Linked DNA regions of Muntiacus reevesi: region 1 is linked to region 2. Evidence: chromatin contacts called from public Hi-C data. All regions are on one chromosome and are shown on one strand. The core of a region is the stretch at or near the end of the contact, and the rest is flanking DNA. Distances in the headings are between cores, read along the strand shown. Region 1 holds the start of EXOC7 (exocyst complex component 7). Region 2 holds the start of MRPL38 (mitochondrial ribosomal protein L38).

The links. Hi-C and Micro-C count contacts between places; a contact is called where the count stands out from the background.
Region 1: a Hi-C map of blood shows a contact between it and region 2, with 4 times the contacts expected there. The contact joins the promoter of EXOC7 here to the promoter of MRPL38 in region 2. A contact is called at or near these places in 2 of 3 Hi-C or Micro-C datasets (blood and muscle).

The regions. Positions count from the first base shown.
Region 1 is chr18:7,494,844-7,500,714 of mMunRee1.1, reverse strand. It overlaps EXOC7 (exocyst complex component 7), which reads left to right and starts at 4,117. Exons shown (of 21, transcript XR_010659630.1): 1 at 4,117-4,241; 2 at 4,426-4,491; 3 at 5,629-5,813.
Region 2 is chr18:7,331,567-7,337,603 of mMunRee1.1, reverse strand. MRPL38 (mitochondrial ribosomal protein L38) reads left to right here and starts at 2,962. Exons shown (of 9, transcript XM_065909488.1): 1 at 2,962-3,111; 2 at 3,241-3,420; 3 at 4,300-4,434; 4 at 4,514-4,722; 5 at 5,204-5,276; 6 at 5,444-5,489. The coding sequence starts at 3,045. FBF1 (Fas binding factor 1) reads left to right here. Exons shown (of 31, transcript XR_010659610.1): 31 at 1-287.

The sequences.
Region 1 (5,871 bases), core at 2,868-5,367, 160 kb before region 2:
GTGGTTAACATGGTACAAACTTCCAGTTATCAGATGAACAAGAAAGAGAGATGTAATTTACAACACAACGACTCCAGCTAACACTATTTTGTGATAGAAAAGTTGTTAACCCAGTAGATCCTGAGTTCTCCTCACAAGAACTATTTTTTTCTTTACTTTGGATTCTATCTGAGATGACGGATGACAACTAAACCTATTGTGGTAATCATTTCACAATACAGTTGACCTTTGAACAGCAGGGGTTAGAGGCACTGACCCTAGGGCAGTGGAAAATTCCCATATAACTTTACAGTTGGCCCTTTCAATCCACTGTTCTATTGCGTACTATCCTAGTGTATATTCACTGGAAAAAGTCCAGGTGGACTCCCATAGTTCAAACCCATGCTTGCTGTTCAAGGATTAGCTGTATATATAACTCAGCCACCATGCTGTACACCTTATGCACTGATGTATGTCAATTACTTTTCAGTAAAACTGGAGACAATAAATTAATTTTAAAAAGCCAGCAGAAGGGGTCCAGGGCACCCTGCTCAGGCTGTGAGCCCCTTAAAGAAGGCTCCCCTCCCTTTCTCTCTCCTTGCCTGCAGGAACCCTGAGGCTAATGAACAAACGATTTAACCTGCCCCCTCCCCACAAAGATCCACCTGCCTCGCAGGAGGGCCTGTGTGGGGGTGCTTCCAGGCCCCTGCCCAAAAGCAGAGGGAGGCCGTGGGTCATCCATCCGGCTGGGGTCTCCACTCCCCCAAGTCCAAGGCCGGCCGGGCTGGGGGCGCTCGGAGGCTCAGAGAAAGCGCTGAGTCACGTTCACGGCACACGGCCCCCAGAGAGCCGCGCCTTTGGGGCGCGGGGCTGCGGAAGCGCGAGGGCGCGCCCGAGGCTGCAGAGCGCGGGGGCGCGGAGGCGGGGCTGCGGGGGCGCGCGGGGTGCCCGGCATACCCCTTTGCCAACCGCCCGGCCGCTGGCGTCCTTGGTTGCTAGGAGTTTCGGGCCGAAGTGCAGTGGGTGCCAGCGCCTGACGTCACCGCTGCCCGCCGGTTCGGGGGGATAGGGGGAGGGGGCACCCGCAGAAAGGCCCGGAACGCCCCCCAGCCCGCGGTTTGTGCCCGTCTTCCTGCACGTTCTCTCCTCCGTGCCCTCTCGAGTTTTCCTCATTTATTTGCTGCCCGCGTTCCTCTCCTTTTCAGGGCCCCATTTGCCGCCCCCCGCTCCTCCTTTTCTGTTTCTACCCATCCATCCACCTGTCTTCGGCCTTTCTCCTCTTTTTCTTGCACCCGCTGGACAGTCTCGGAGGTTCCAGGGGGCGCGGTGGACAGGTACCGATGGGCATCGGGCGCCCCCTCGTGTCCCACTTGGCCCAGCCTGGCCTCGGGCCTGGGAGAGGGCGGACATTCGCCGCACCACCTTGATTCAAACCAGTTTACTTAGAGCACATTCAGCTTACAGTGTGAAAATAATGTTAAAGCTCACCTGAAAAAAAATAAACGCATCTTTTCATTCTTTTCCTATCTACTCTTTACTAGATATGGCTGCTATAAATATAATAATGGATTCACATTTCACAATGGATTTTCTTGAAAGTCAGACTGACAGCTTTGCCTAACAGCATGCAGAACTCCCAAGCTACCGAGCCTGGGGAGGCAGAGCGCAGCAGTCTCCTGGCCGGCTGTGTTGACTCAGCGCAGTTGTGACCTCTCTGGGCCCGACCTTCCTCCTTTGCAGAAGGGAGATGAACAGCTGTGCCTGACTTGTAAGTTTATTGTGAAGACAAGCTAATGCAAGGTGGTGCCTTTAACAGAGCCGGGCAAACAGAAGGATCTCAAATCATGGGATTTGGCTACCAAACTGCACTCTGTTGTTCAGTCGCTAAGTCGTGTCCGACTCCTTCTGACCCTGTGGACTGCATCACACCAGGCTGCCCCGACTTTCACTATCACCCAGAGTTTGCTCAGATTCATGTCCATTCAGTCAGTGATGCCATCTAACCGTCTCATCCTCCGCTGTCCCCTTCTTCTTTCGCCTTCAGTCCTTTTCCAACGAGTCAGCTCTTCGCATCAGGTAGCCAAAGTATTGGAGCTTCAGCATCAGTTCTGCCAATGAATAATCAAGATTGATTTCCTTTGGGATTGACTGGTTTGATCTTGCTGTCCGAGGGACTCCCAAGAATCTTCTCCAGCAACACAGTTTGGAAGCATCAATTCTTCCATGCTCAGCCTTCTTTATGGTCCAACTCTCATATCTTTACATGACTACTGGAAAAATCACATGTCTGACTATACGGACCTTTGTCTACAAAGTGATATGTCTGCTTTTTAATACATTGTCTAGGTTACAAGGAGCAAGCAAACTGCCCTTAGAGAAGGATATTTGGGAAAATACAAAACACACATGTATATAGTTTACAAAATTGCAATGAGAAATAAAAAGCTCAAAGTTCACAGCCATAAAGGATTTCTTCTTGAGATGAAGTTATTCATATTTTCTGGAGCTTCTACTGTGGGTCGGGTGCTATTCAGAGGGGTTAAGTGTTGAATGAAGTGGTCAGGGCTGGTCCACCTGAGCCCAAAGTCCTTTCCACCAAAGCTGTCTAGTCCACTTTTTCTTTTCTCTGGCTGCTAACAATTTAAACTTTTCCTTTCACTTAGTTCTCAGGACTTCACAAGGACCACCTCAATGGAGTCATCCTAGGTGTCCTTACACAAGGATTCTGCGTTTTTATCTCCCTCGTCTGCAACCGGGGTGCGCCTCCCAGATATTTCCTTCATCAGTACTTTCACGGCCATCAACCAGATCTGAAACTGTCCTCTTGCCCCAACAGAAAGCTGCCCAATCCCCCTCCAGGTGCTCAATCCCACTTCTTCCTCCTTTTTGTGGAACTGGGCCCTGGGAGAGCCTTGGGAACCCTGTAACTTGGCGCCCCCCAAACCTTCTCACTCACCAGTATATGCTTCATTGTCTGTCTTCCTGTACCTGGATGCCTCAACAAAGCTGCGCAGCCACTCACCACCCCAGGGTGGGACCAGAGGCAGGGTGAGCCTCTGCAATGGAGGAGGGAGTGACACTAGGTTTTGCAGGAGCTGTGTCTGTGGTGAATCCAGAACATTCATCCCTGCAGGAACCCTGATCCAGGGCCACCTCCCTACCCCTGGCTGGCCGGGAACTAATTAGAGGAGACTCTGGGCAAAGGAGCTGAGACATTCTGGCACCTTGCAGGAGGGTCCCTACCAGCCCTTCAAGCCTTTCTGATTTCCCCAGAGGCCCTGGGAGAAACACTCCCCTGTGTCTGAGTACCCGCAGACAGGCCTCAACGTCTCCATCACCGAGAACACCACCTGGGTCCCAACCCCTCGGACAGGTCTGGGCTTTTTCAGCCTTCCCCTTGCACTGTCAGACCTGGGAAAACACACCGCTGAAGCCACTCTCTACCCCCGGCACGGTCCTTGCCCCCAGCAAATAAAACCATGTATCTCTCTCCAAAACAGACACCTTAGTGTGGAGCGTGGAGCTCCTCTCTGGCCCCATCCCAGTGCCCGGGATGAGTGCTCCTAGAACCCTTCCTACCCCAGGAATCTGGCCGAGCCCCTCACAAGTCGGGATTGTACTTGAGGATGCCACTGGGGCCATGGGCGACCATTCCTTGCCCGGGCCAGGACTTGCACACAGCGCCCATTCCATGAGAGCATTTAGGGCCGAAGAGGGACAGGCCCCCTTGGTCATTAAATGAACACACATTAGGCGCCTGCTGTGTGACAAGCTCTGTGCTGTGCTTTGCGGGGGAACGCGACATCTGTGCCTGCATCCGGACTTCGATCTACAGAAACGAATTCGTTATTGATCTTTGTGAAAAGAGTCAGCCTTCCCACGAAGACGGCAAGTGAGCTGTAACTGTTGTGCCAGCTGCGGGACAAAACACCGCTAGAGAACCTTCTCTGATGAGGGTGGCATCACCCATCAAGATGAAACCCAGCCGCAACTCCCCGACACACCCAAGATGGCCACCTGTCGGGTCCCCCGTCCCTGAGTTCCACAAGGGCGCACTTCCGCCTGCCACTCCCAACATGGCGGCAAGCGCGACCCGGGGAGGGGCCACGGGCGGAAGTGGGTGTGACAGGGACGGGAGCCGAGAGGGCCCTCCGAAGGGAGACGCTGGGCTGTGGGAGCCACACGCAGGGAGGGTCGAAGTCATGATCCCCCCGCAGGAGGCGTCCGCTCGGCGGCGGGAGATCGAGGACAAGCTGAAACAGGTCGGGCTGGGGAGGTGGGGGAGGAGGTGAGGGAAGGGGCCGAGATCCGGGCCGGGCGCCTACTCAGGGAGGTAGCAGGAGTGGAAGGGGGCCGGGTACCAGGAAATCGGGTCGGGGCGAGCCTGTGGAGCCGGGATGCGGTGGTCTCTAGCTTCTGGTGATGTCCTCCCCTCCCTCCCCGCAGGAGGAGGAGACGCTGTCCTTCATCCGAGACAGCCTGGAGAAGAGCGACCAGCTCACCAAGAACATGGTGAGTAACCCCTCAGCTGGGAGGGCCTCCAGACGCTGGAGCGAGAACCCTGCGACCCAGTGGTTTTGGCACCTAAAGCCTGAGGGTTCTGGTCTGGGTGGTGATGGGTGGTAACGTCTGGGTTTCTCTAGCAATAATGTTACACTTCTCTTACACTCTTCCCCTCGCCCGCCCCTTCGCTGAGGATGCTGCAGCCCCCCGCTGGCCTGGACTTTTTGCTTTCTGCCCAAGTTCTCCATTCTAATCTCTCTCCTTCCGCAAACATTTAGTGAGACTTACTTAAGTGGGCTGGGTGCTGTCCATGCGTCACCCTCAATTCAAGTGTGGGTATCACCGGTGGGGTTACCACTTCAGAGATTACTGAGGGCAGGAGACTCAGCTGTCACTCTGGGGAGCTGGAGGGGTAAAATGAGCCAGAAATCAAACAGATGTGGAATCTAGTCCTCGCCCCTCCACTTATTTGTGTGTGGCTCCTGACAGGTAACTCTGAGCCTCAGTTACCTCCTCTGCTAAAATAGACGATGCCAATCTCCATTGTAGCTGTGAAGGTCATGGAAGCTAATGCATGGAAATGCCTCTTGCACAGTATCTGGTATACAATAGGTACTCAATAAATATGAACTTCCTTTTCTATTCCTAAAAGAGACTGGAAAACCCAAACTGAGTAGTAGATAGAAATGTGGGTATATATTCAGTAACGCAGTCGTTAAGTGCTAGTCCGTCCTTAATGAGATTTAGCCTTAGAGGGGGTTTGAAGGTACCAGGAATGCATTTGAGGCTACTCTGTATGAAACTAGTTCCTGTTTAGTCTAGGAGCATCAGAGAGAACAGAAATTGAAATCTGGCTTTAAGGGGTGGAAGGGAAGCTATCCTGAGGTGATTTTCTAAGGAGTTAATGTAATGCTTGCCTTACCTTCAAATCAAACTTCAGCCAATTTATTTGGGCCACTTCTGATTTACCAAGATGTGGTAGATCCTGGGGATACAGTGGGGAATAGGTATACCTTGTCCTTCTCCTCTTGGAGCCTACTGTCTAGAAAACCAGAGAAAAGGTAGCAAATGCTGAAGACCTGGCAGGTGACAGAAGCAGTGCTGGGACAACCCTGAGGCCTGAGAGCACGGGGCTTCCCCTTGCAGGTGTCTATCCTGTCATCCTTTGAGAGTCGCCTTATGAAGCTGGAGAACTCCATCATCCCTGTGCACAAACAGACAGAGAACCTGCAGCGGCTGCAGGAGAATGTCGAGAAGACCCTGTCCTGTCTGGACCACGTCATCAGCTACTATCACGTGGCCAGTGACACTGAGAAGATCATCAGGGAGGGGTGAGCTTGGGCCAGAAGGTCACATTCCTAATGCCTCTTGGACCAGTGGGCTTTGGAA
Region 2 (6,037 bases), core at 1,713-4,212:
GACACCGGTGGGGCTAATACTTTCAGTTTCAAGAGTTATTCATGTTTATTATTTGCTTCAAGTTGACGCAATTGGGAATCCATGCTTGGGCTTTTGAATTAAATCCCAGTGAGCCCCCCTCTTAGAAGGTTCTAGGACAGTGAGAGAACGGAATGTTTTTCAGAAGTAAGGAATAACTGGAACTACCCTGTTGGCCCAGTGGTTAAGACTCCCAGCTTCCACTGCAGGGGACATGAGTTTGACCCCTGGTCGGGGAACTATGATCCCTCATGCTATGAGGTGTGACCAAAAAAAAAAAATGCAGAAATAAATCATCTTTTAAAAGAAAGTAAGGCATAATAGAGAAATAGGAGCCACCGGATTGACCAGCAATCTCTGTGCCTCTGCCCCTGGAGGTCCTGTGAGTCTTCAATTCTAGAGGGGCAGGCTGGGGGTGGGGGTGGGGGTTGGAGGCCAGTAGAAGAGGATTCAGAGCAAAGGTAAAAGATAAAATAGCAAAGGAGCCAGGTGTAAACACGCAGAACATTAGGAAGGTAGGAACCCCTGTGCTCCTGGCCTGAGGCCCGGTCCTGCTGTGTTTACGGAGCCTGTGGCTCTGCTGTTGTCAGCAGGATTTCGAAAATTAATAAGCAGTGGCTCCTTCAGGGCAGAACTGGGTCTTTCTGGCCTTAACATCCAGCAGCTGTGTGCTGATGGGTGCACTGGCATTGATGGTGAGTTCAGCTCTTCGGCTGCTGTGGATGAAAACCAAATTCAAGGCGTGGCCACTTCCTGCTGGATGAAGAGACCGCTCACACCATCTCTGTGTGAATGTGAGGGTCAAGCTTCTGCTAGTACCAGAGCAACTGAACAGGTCACCAACCCTGGTTGGGACATCAGGGAAGCCTTCCTGGAGGGACCACTTGACAGGGTCTAGGAGGTAACTTAGCAACAGGGGGAAAGGTAAGGAGAGCAAGGCAGAAGAATCAGCAGGTGCAAAGGTCCTGTGCAGGGGGAGAAAAGTGCTGAGTAATTGAAAAATGTGAAACCAAGTCCCAGTAAAAACATGTTCCCTTACCAAGTTTATAATTAATCTCTCAGTCCAAAACTTTATTCCCTTTCCTTTACCTTCTGACCTCAATCCTGTGCTAACTGGACACTAATCAAACAGAGTCAGATGACTAAAACTGCTACTGTTGATAACATCGTTAATATACTAAAATTGCTACTATAGATATCACCGTTAATGTGCAAACTTTGACTGTTTCTCCAGGACAAGATGAGGTAACAGACCCCCTCAAGCCATGGACCACCTGGCTAGAGAGTCATAAACCAGGAACATCCAGATACCCAAAACTTCAATTAAGAAATGTCATGGGGGGTGGGATGGGGAAAAAGTCACAAAATGATAACCCCAGTTTCTTTGTTCTAGCCTTAAAAACAAAAAAACAAAAAAACTCCTCCGAACTCAAAGACCAAGCTGTGGTAGATCTGAGGCTTGTCTCCCACTCCCCTCCTTGGTGTCCGGCAATAAGTCTTTACTTTGCCACAAATCAAACCCACTGTCAGAGTCTGGGTCTGCATCATGTGCACACAAGCCCTTTGCTGGGTTACCAAAGGGTTGGTGTCATGGAAGCCTGAATTCCAGGACAGAGGAGCCAGAGCAGAAACCACTCCAGGTCACTGGGGTGCCAAATTTTATCTTGTTAGAACCGGATCCCAAGAACAACACAACCCTGAAAAGGTTTCAGTTCAGTTGCTCAGTCGTGTCTGACTCTGCAACCCATGGCCTGCAGCATGCCAGGCTTCCCATTCCATTACCAACTCTCAGAGCTTGCTCAAACTCATGTCCACCGAGTCGGTGATGCCATCCAACCATCTCATCAGGCAGAGGCAAAAAAACTGGGAGTAATCAAAAGCTAACACATACACCACAGTTTTGGAAGAGGAAATGACAACCTATTCCATTATTCTTGCCTGGAAAATCACATGGAGCCTGTTGGGCTACAGTCTACGAGGTCGGAAAGAGTCAGACGCAACTAACCAGCTGAGCACACATACTAGTTTAGTCTTCCCTAGGGGCTCAGACAGTAAAGAATTCACCTGAAACGCAGGAGACCCAGTTTCCACCCCTGGGTGGGCAAGATCCCCTGAAGGAGGAAATGGCAACCCACTCTGGTATTCTTTCCTGGGAAATCCCATGAACAGAGGACCCTGGTGGGCTACAGTCCTGTAGGATCACAAAGTGTAGGGCAGGACTGAGCGACTAGCACTTTCATACCACAGCAAATGCTTTATATATGTTAATTCATTTAATACTTAACACCCTTTATGAGATAAAGCACTATTACTACCTACTTTCTTTCCAAGGGAGGTAAACTGCAAAGGCGAAGGGAAAGTCACATCCTAGAATATGAACCCAAGCAGGGACACTCGAGGCCCTGTTCATAACCCCTACCGCTGCCCGCGCTGCTACACCGCTGCAGGGGCTGAGCACGCCTTCAGGGGTTGGGAGACCCCTGAGAACAACACGTGTCCGATCCTTTGCGACCCCATGGACTCTACAGTCCATGGAATTCTCCAGGCCAGAATACTGGAGTGGGTGGCCTTTCCCTTCTCTAGGGGATCTTCTCAACCCAGGGACAGAACCCAGGTCTCCCACACTGCAGGAGGATTCTTTACCAGCTGAGCCACCAGGGAAGCCCAAGAAAACCCAGATCCCCGCAACGGGCGGACCTTCTCCAGTGGAGGCGGCTACAAGCCCGGCCGACCGCCCCCAGTCTGTGTCGCCCCCTGGTGGCCGGCGGCAGGCATGGGGCGGGACAGCTCGCAGCTCCGCCCCGCCCCACCGCCCACTGGGTACTTCCGAATCAGGGGAGCCGGGTACCCGCAGCCACCTCCAGCCCGGAAGAGGACGACTTCGGGCCCAGGACGGGGGCGGGGCTCCTAGGGCGCGGGGGCGGGGCTCCTAGGGCGCGGGGGCGGGGCCTGCGCCATGCGCTCAGGCGCCGCTCCGGCCACCTCTGCGGGGTCCTCGGAGAGGCGGCGCGCCGGCCTGAAGGAAGATGGCGGCCCCCTGGTGGCGGGCCGTGCTGAACGGCAGTCGGAGTTGGCGGGGCCTCAGCACCTCAGGTGAGGGCTGTTGGGGGTCAGGGGCTCTTGGAGGTCCCCGTCCAGCCGAACCCTGGGGCTCGAGCCGGCTCCCGCTCCGGGCCTCCGCGGGGGCCGGGGCCAGCCTGATGTCCTGCTCTCCTCCCGCAGCCGCCCTGAGCCGCCGGGCCGCTCCTCTGGGGCCGATGCCCAACGAGGACATCGACGTGAGCAACCTGGAGCGGCTGAAGAAATACCGCAGCTTCGACCGCTATCGGCGCCGGGCGGAGAGGGAGGCGCGGGACGCGCACTGGTGGCGGACGTACCGGGAGCATTTCGGGGAGGAGTCAGGTGGGGGTGGCCGGAGCTGGGCTGTGACCCCACCGCCTTGGGACTCGGAGGCTAAGGGGGGTGGATTCCGCCGGCGTGCTCCCGGCCAGCATTTTTTCATACCTTTTGGCCCCCCCCCATGGAAAATTCTCTTCTTTCATTATTAGATTTCCACCTTTGATCATTCTACACCGAAAGTCCTTTCCTGACCAACCGCCCCCGTCCCAGTTCTGAGTTGGAACTCCCCTCTGTGCTCCTATGACAGTGTTGATATCACCTTGGGCACAGTGCATCCTGACTCTTAGCTGCTTCCCTCCCAGACTATGAGCTCTCTAAGGACGGGGATCCTGTCTGCCTTGACCACCACTAGATCTCTACACCTGGCACAGATGACCAATACTTTGCTGAGTTAAATTGAAAGCCCCCGGGATGGTGACTCGGGGACCCTGCACGGGCAGCTGTTAACAGGCTTGAAGGTGATCCCAGCTATAATTAGGTCACCATCCGCCTGGGTTTCCCATGACCTAGACAAGTAATGCTCTGGAGGACATGGCAACCCACTCCAGTACTCTTGCCTGGAGAATCCCACCGACAGAGGAGCCTGCCAGGCTACAGTCCATGGGGTCACACAGTCAGACACTACGAAGCGACTTAGCACACATGCATGCAGACAGATGTAACCTTGTTTAGGGATCAGAAAATAGAATTTCACGGTGTATCCAGTTTACTTAGTGACTGGAACGAGTCCAGATCTGTGAAGCTGACAACACGGTATGTTTTAGTTTTGTGAATTAAAGGCTAAGCTTTAGTAGCAGAGTTTGCCTAGGGAAAGGAAAAGTATGGACAGGGAGCTTAGCTAAGCCCTGATTCCACTTTGTCCAACACATCTTCCCTCCGCAGATCCCAAAGACAAGGTTGACATTGGGTTGCCTCCACCTAAGGTCTGCCGGACCAAACAGTTGCTGGAACGGAAACAGGTCCTGCGGGAGCTGCGGGCCAGTGTGGAGGAGGAACGGGCTGCTCGCCTCCGCACAGGTCAGCCTTCCCGAGGGAGGCGGTCCTGGGTGTGTCCCTGCCCCTACCCTGCATCCCAACCAGCATCATTCCTTTCCAGCAAGCGTTCCCTTGGAGGCCGTGCGGGCCGAGTGGGAGAGAACCTGTGGCCCCTACCACAAGCAGCGTCTGGCCGAATACTACGGCCTCTATCGGGACCTCTTCCCCGGGGCCACCTTCGTGCCCCGAGTCCCCCTGCGTGTGGCCTATGCCGTAGGCGAGGACGACTTGGTACCTGTTTACTCTGGCAATGAAGTCACTCCAACTGAGGTAACTGCTGGCCCGTGCCCCTGCCCGCCCTGTGTGCGCAGACACATCCCACCACGAGGCCAGAGACAGCTCCTTTTTGAAAGCGTTCCGGAGGCGGTTTTCATGGTGGTCGGGGCACAAGCACAGCGGCTGTAAGCTCGCCTGGAGTTTTCTTGTTCTCTGTCTCTTTTTGATTTCCCAGTAAACAACACCATGATTAATCACAAAGAAAGGAATGTAAAATAAAAGAAGCTCCGTCAGAGTGCCCTTCCGGCCACTGGCCTTCTTGTGGTTCACATCTCTGGATAGGCAGCTCTGGAGGGCTCTTTGGATAAGTCTTTGCTCACTTGTCTCTCAAGGGACTGTCCAGGGCACTTGGTCCAGAATGGGCTCTTCTTTCTCCAAGGCTCCCTCAGGCTCCTGCCCTCCAGAGTAAAGGTCTGTTTAGAGCGGCTCGTCCGTCCCTCATGGGGTGACAGCGCCCTCGTTCTTGCCCCACCAGGCTGCCCAGCCCCCGGAGGTGACCTATGAGGCAGATGAGGGCTCCATGTGGACACTGCTGCTCACCAACTTGGGTAAGGGTCTGGGGGTTCACAGGGACGCCTGCCTCCCTCACCTCCCTGGGGAGGCCCTGAAAGCTGGGGAAGGGGCCAGGTGGAAAGCTCCAGTCCCAGCTCCTTCCAAGGGAGGAGGAGGGAGGGGGCAGCAGTGCCCGCAGTCACTGGGGTGTGTTTGTGTGTAGATGGACACCTGCTGGAACCAGACGCCGAGTACGTGCACTGGCTGGTGTAAGTATCTGGGATGGGGGTGTGGCTCAGTGTTCGAGGAGGTTCTGGCATCCTCGAAAGAACTGCAGTTGAACTTGAGGCTTGGCTCCACCATGGATCAACCACCACCTCCCAGCCCTGGAGGTGGTCCCTCACCTCTGCTTCCTGAGGGTGTCAGGGGCCCTGAAGGGTGATCCGGGGGCTGATCCAGGGTACAGAAGAAAAGCAGGCAGTGGGTTTCGGCCCCTCCCACAGGCCTCTCTGTCTCTCTGAACTCATTTCCTCCCCTGTGAAGCGAGGGTTGTGTCACCATGTGCCTTAGCCACTCTGAGGGGCTCAGGGACATGGGAGAGGAGACCATGAGAGGCCTCTGGCACCTGTGGGCTGCCTTTTGTTTGCTCAGTGGCCTTTGGTTCCGAGCACCAGGCCTAGAGGCAGAGGTCAGGCATTTTTATCCAACTGCAGTTACCACCCTGTGCAGCAGGCCCCCTGGTGAGTTGTACCTGGGGCAGGTACAGTGGCCATCCCAGTGCCAGGCTGGGCAGACATTCCCTGGCAAACCCAGAGCC